2 separate regions of the Mus musculus genome follow, and region 2 is linked to region 1. A link is a contact called in public promoter capture Hi-C data. All regions are on one chromosome and are shown on one strand. Each heading gives the region's core, a stretch centred on a gene start, on an enhancer-like site or on the middle of the called end of the contact. The rest is flanking DNA. Distances are from core to core; before and after follow the strand shown. Region 1 holds the start of Nsmaf (neutral sphingomyelinase (N-SMase) activation associated factor). Region 2 holds the start of Asph (aspartate-beta-hydroxylase).

Region 1 (2,738 bases), core at 118-2,617:
TTGGTTTACGTTCAAAATAAAAATTTGGGGTGATCAGGAAGTAGAAATCAGCTGCTGGTGCTGAGTGTAGGGAAGAGTTGATGCTGGCAGCTGATAAATGTTTGGGCTGGGAGCACTCCTACCTTGGAGTACTGTGAACATATGTACATAATATGTAAACAAACCAGCATTTGCTGGAAATAACCGGGGCAGCGAGTTCCTCTAACATTACAGAGCAGCGTAAGACGATTAAAATAAGTCAGAATCTACGACAAAACACCCCCTGTCCGATTTCGCTGTTTATCACAGGATTGTTACAAATGACTAAGTCCTAGAAACATGACAGGCCACGCGTTTAAAACATTTCAAATGTTAATCTGAATGCTCTTCAATGTAACACAGAGCACCAACAAGTCTTAACAAGTCGTCGGGTGCCAGACAAAGAAATTCCATTTAAATTCCGGAGGTGGAAAGGTAATTTCAGCGCGGACCACCCTGCCAGCCCACTACATCTTAGAGAGAGATGCGGGGCTTGGGGAAGAGGGCGGGTTGAGCAATAGCTACAGGTGAAGCCTCCGCAGAGCACCCAGAATAAAAGCTGCACCTGCATTTCCTGGCATAGCCTGCTTCGCTGGATCCACTCAGCAACAACGTGACCGTCGGATCCCGGCTCCCACAGACAAACCCGCATCTCAAAACAAACAAACAAAAATGTAGCCCGCGTTCCCGCTGGAACCACAGCTGGGTCACAAAACCAACCGCCCTGGGAGGGACCCACGGGGCGGAAGTGCGCTTTCCTGTGCGGGGACGGGATCTGAGGGAGGCCGGAGCTCTACCCACGTCCTCCCTGGGCCGCGGCTGACCGCGGCCGCCCCGCCGCACGCGCTTCCCCAACAGCCTCCCATGCAGGGCGCGGAGGGTCGGTGGGGAGACGCCGGCGTGGGACGGCGGGCGGGCGGGCGCGGGGACCGCCCTGCCTTCGCGTCCCCAGGCGCCCCCGCCAGCCGGGCCCACCCGCGCGCGGCTCTGCGGCCCCGGAGGCGGCCGCGGCCTGCAGGAGAGTCCCCGGCTGCCGCCCGGCCCGGCCTCCCGCCCCGCGCACCTCTCCTTGGAGTAGAGCTGCAGCTGCTGCTCGCGCTGCCTCTTCCGGGTGAACGCCATGGAGGCCCAGGGCTCGCAGGCCGCCGACTGTCCCGAGCAGTCCCGAGCGGCCGCACCGGGCGGGCAGGCGGGCGGGCGGCCGGGAGCCCCACGCTGCGCCCCAGGGCCCGCGGCGTCCGGACGGCGCTCACCGCAGCATCCTCGCGTGGGGACTCGGGCGACGCCGTGACTCAGGCCCGGAGGAGGGGCGCGCAGTGACCTGAGGCCGCGGGAGCCGCGTCCTACACTGCCCCGACTAACCTCTGCAGCGCTGCTGCGGCGAGGATACCTCCCACGTGAGCCTGAGACCTGCCCGGGAGCCCCCCAGTTCGTTGGCGGCGGGGATTTGAAATAACAAGGTTTTTGGATGTTTAGTCCCAAATTTCAGTCTTTGAAATAAATAATCGATGGGATTTTATTTTATTTTTTTCGCCCGTGTATGGTGTAGCGGTTCTTAGTAATATTCATATTTAGGTTGCAACTATTATCACAGTGATGGGATATTTTTACTATCTCAAAAAGAAACCTTTACCTTTTAGCAATCACTACTCCTAGGTGCATCTCCACAAACCTTTGCCCTAGAAAACAGTACTTAACTTTCTGTCTCTGTGAATTTGCCTAGCCTGGACATCTAGAATAAAAACATCCATACAATATGTGGTCTTTGTGTCTGATTTCTTTCATTTAGCACAATGCTTCCAAGGTTCGTCTGAGGTATAGCACAAGTCAACATTCTATTCCTTTTTATCACGGAAGTGTATTCCATTGTATCACACACTGCATTCCTGTTAATATATTCAACAGTTGCCAGGCACAGCAGTGTTCCCACCTTTTGGCTATAAGCATTCACGTACCCGTTTATGTGTGTAAATGCTTTCATTTCTGTTGAGTGAAGTCGAAATCAAAGGGTGGAGTTTCTAGACTGTTTTAATAAGTCCATCTGTGAACTCTGAAAGTCTGCTACTGTGCTTTCAAAGTATCCATTTAACTCCCACTAGCAGTAAAGAAAGGTTCTTACCTTCAACAATACTTACCTTTTATATTCTGTCCTGCCAACTATGACTCGTATTTCATTGGGGTTATGATTTCTCAATACCCTGAGAATACGCTGGATATTGCTTACCTTTAAGGGACTCTCAAATAACAAGCCTCTAAGTTGTGTGTGTTGAAACACTCCTAGTGTTGGCTTAAGAATCAAGTTCTGCAGGGTTGAAAAAAAAGCACAACAATGGCAACAATTAGCTGTCCTTCATCACTGGCAGCATGTGGGGGAAGATCGGAAGTCATAACTGAAGAGACCTGAGTACCCTATGTCAGTGAATCTCTTCCTTTTATCCGAGTGCTGCACAGACTCTGTAACTACCCTAATGGTCCTTGGGAACGAGCTTGTGTGCATGTGTGCACAATGACATAAGATTATGAGAATGGCTAAGATACCATCTGAAAATTTTCTGTGTGGCAAATAGTATAGTAGATGCTATGGACTCAAAGGAGAGAAATTAATTTGGCTGGAATAAAGTAATTAAAAAATAGACCAGAATCTAAGTTTTCTTTTCATTAAACATTGAGGAAAGATGTGGTCCTGGTAGTGGTGGAGAGTGACAGAGTCTCTCCTTGGC
Region 2 (2,738 bases), core at 123-2,622, 3.2 Mb after region 1:
AGTTGATAATGGGGAATAGAAGAGAGTGAAACAAAGACAATACATGAAGACAGAATATACATGAAGACAGCAAGTGCTATGAAGAAAAACCATAGTTGGCTCATCTATCGTCCTGACATATACTAATAAAACCATAATCATCCAATCTATATATGACATATAATAATGAGCTGCCCATAGACCAAAGCATAGAATCTAAATCATTTCCAGTGATATTGAGAGCTCACATTCAATACACATGTGTGTTCCAGTTCCAATATTCTAAATATGAGTCAAAGGAAATATAAGAGAAACCGAGAACCGGTGAAATCTGACACGAAACAGATTTAAAACATCTGTTCTCCACTCTGCTGGCTAAGCACATGGAGAAGAAAGGTGAATAACCAGTAGGGTTTTTTGTTTGTGGGTTTTGGGTTTTTTGTTTGGTTGGGTTTTTTTTTTGGGGGGGGGGGGGTTATGATTTTATTTTATTTTATTGAGAAAAGAAAAAGGAGGCACAGAGAAAATCCCTATAGTACTTTATGATGTCCCTTTGTATTTTAAAAGGCAAACGCAATACATATTAAGAAAACTAAACAAAACTCCTTAAAATAATTTGCAAGAACGAAGCATCAAGTCTCATCCCGGCCCTTGAATACACTCCTCCAAGCCGCTCCTCAACGCTGCTGGCCAGGCTGAAACTTACTTTCTCTGACTTTGGCTCAGGGTCAAGCGCCCCGAAAACTGCAAAAAGATAAAGGGCCCTCTACACCCAGCTTCCATCAGGAAAGGCAAGAAAGGGCCGGCCAATGCTCGGGCAGGCTGGTGCTAGGGGTCCCCCTCCGGCCGACTCTGCTCCTCCGCCTCCCCGCCCGGTGAGCGCGGCCTCGCCCCGCGCACACAGGAGCCTCGCTAAGGATGGAGAGGAGCGGCGGACGTAGGATCAGACCAGACCTGCAGCGCCCACCCGGCTCCCGCCCGCAGCCAGGGCCTGGCCTGCGGGGACTCTGACCTCTCCGAGCCCCGGGGCTACTGCTGCTACCGCTGCTACCCGTGCTCGGGCTACCGCTGCCCGAGCCGCTGCCGCTGCCGCTGCTGCTGCTGTTGCCGCCGCCGCCCTTGGCGTTCTTGCGCGGGGCCATCGCGAGCTGCTCCGGGGACTGCAGAGAACCGGGGCCTTGCTGAGTGCACTAGGGACACCGGGGCTTCGAGACTCCTGTAGCAGCGCCTTAGCGTCCACTGCGCTCGCTGCGCCTCGGACGACTTGCACCAGCGTGCAGCCGCGCGGTTAGCCTCGCGTGCGCCCAGCCTGCGACTCCTTAGGCTGCCAAGAGCGCTCAGCTCCCCCCGGCCTCGGCCCCGCCCACGCCAGCCTCTGCCCACCCACCAGATCTGAAAGACGCCAACACGAGCCAATCCCGAGGACCGCTGGCAGGGGGCGGGGCAGGCTACGCGCGCCTGCCCTCCTCAGGCCAAAGCTTGTCTTTTGCTGCGCAGTGACTGCAAAGCCCCAGCGGCTTGTGGCTTTCTAGTCTGCCTGGATCCTCTGGAACGTGGCAAACGTGGAAGCCGGCAGGACTCTCGCGAGCGTTGGTGTTCTGGCTCCAACGGGATGGGGCGGGTATGAGGGCGGTGCCCGAGAGCTGCGCACCACCTCTTGGCTTCTTGGGAATTTGGTTCCGGTGCCTAAGTACGACCAAGGGTGCAAGCCCTCTCTTTGAAAAGGATTTGCCACAGTTCCGCCAGTACACTGTGATTGTTGAGCCTTCCAGTGTCAAAAATAAGGATTTGTGCCATCAGTAGTTTTGGAGAACCTTTAGTTAAGACATTAAAATGTTAACATGACTCAAAAACCCTATTTTCTTAACCATGCACAACACTCTCATCACACTAATACCTAGAATTTCTTCATGTCCCCAGCCATTGATCTCCTATGCTTATGCAGTGTACTGCGTCGGGATTGAGAACTGAATATTCAAAAGAAAAATGGCAACAGCTGGATGAACCAGCCAAGGTCCAGCAGAGACCATGATCATTTGTTACCAATTGCCCACATGGTGTCTGTGGGTAACAAAAAAACATGAAGTATGTGGTGATTTAATACATTGCTGTCAATGTCGAGATCTTCCAGGAGTTCTTGGAAGCAGCCCCTTGTAGAAGACCCAGAGTGAGCCACTGCTGTGGGACGACCCCTTCTGAGACTGCAGTTTCCTCAACCACCACTGACCATCATTAGGGTCCACTGGCCTCTGCCTTGTCAGCTGTGAATACTGGGTACCGCCCGGGGAAAAAAGTGGAACCCAAGAGCCTCACAGAACAGGGAAAAAGAGGGCATCGTTTTCACACAGCCATGAAGGTGGGTGCTGCCGTCCATTCTTACTGCATTTCTTTATCTCTGAGCCTCCTCGGCACCCAGGAGTCCTCTCTTTTGAACACAACTTCTTGCCCACAAAGGACATTCTTTCAGCAGGAAACAATGATGGGAATGGGGGGAGGCAGAGAGGCAAATCTGATCCATATCACTTAATGGAAGGTGCTGATATCTAAACTACAATAGATAAATAACTCTCCATCCCCAAGATAAAAAATTTTAATTACTCACAAAACACTATTATAGAGTTGATGCTTTAAAGGTTCAATCTTAACTAGCTTCCACAAATGTTTTAATCCCTTGTGCTGGCTGATTTTGTGTGTCAACGTGGCACAAGCTGGAGTCATCACAGAGAAAGGAGCTTCAGTTGGGGAAGTTCCTCCATGAG

The links. Promoter capture Hi-C pulls out the DNA fragments that hold promoters and counts their contacts.
Region 2: a promoter capture Hi-C map of pre-B cells shows a contact between it and region 1. The contact joins the promoter of Asph here to the promoter of Nsmaf in region 1.

The regions. Positions count from the first base shown.
Region 1 is chr4:6,452,904-6,455,641 of GRCm38.p6, forward strand. It overlaps Nsmaf (neutral sphingomyelinase (N-SMase) activation associated factor), which reads right to left and starts at 1,368. Exons shown (of 31, transcript NM_010945.2): 1 at 1,082-1,368. The coding sequence starts at 1,140.
Region 2 is chr4:9,667,790-9,670,527 of GRCm38.p6, forward strand. It overlaps Asph (aspartate-beta-hydroxylase), which reads right to left and starts at 1,373. Exons shown (of 24, transcript NM_023066.3): 1 at 992-1,373. The coding sequence starts at 1,121.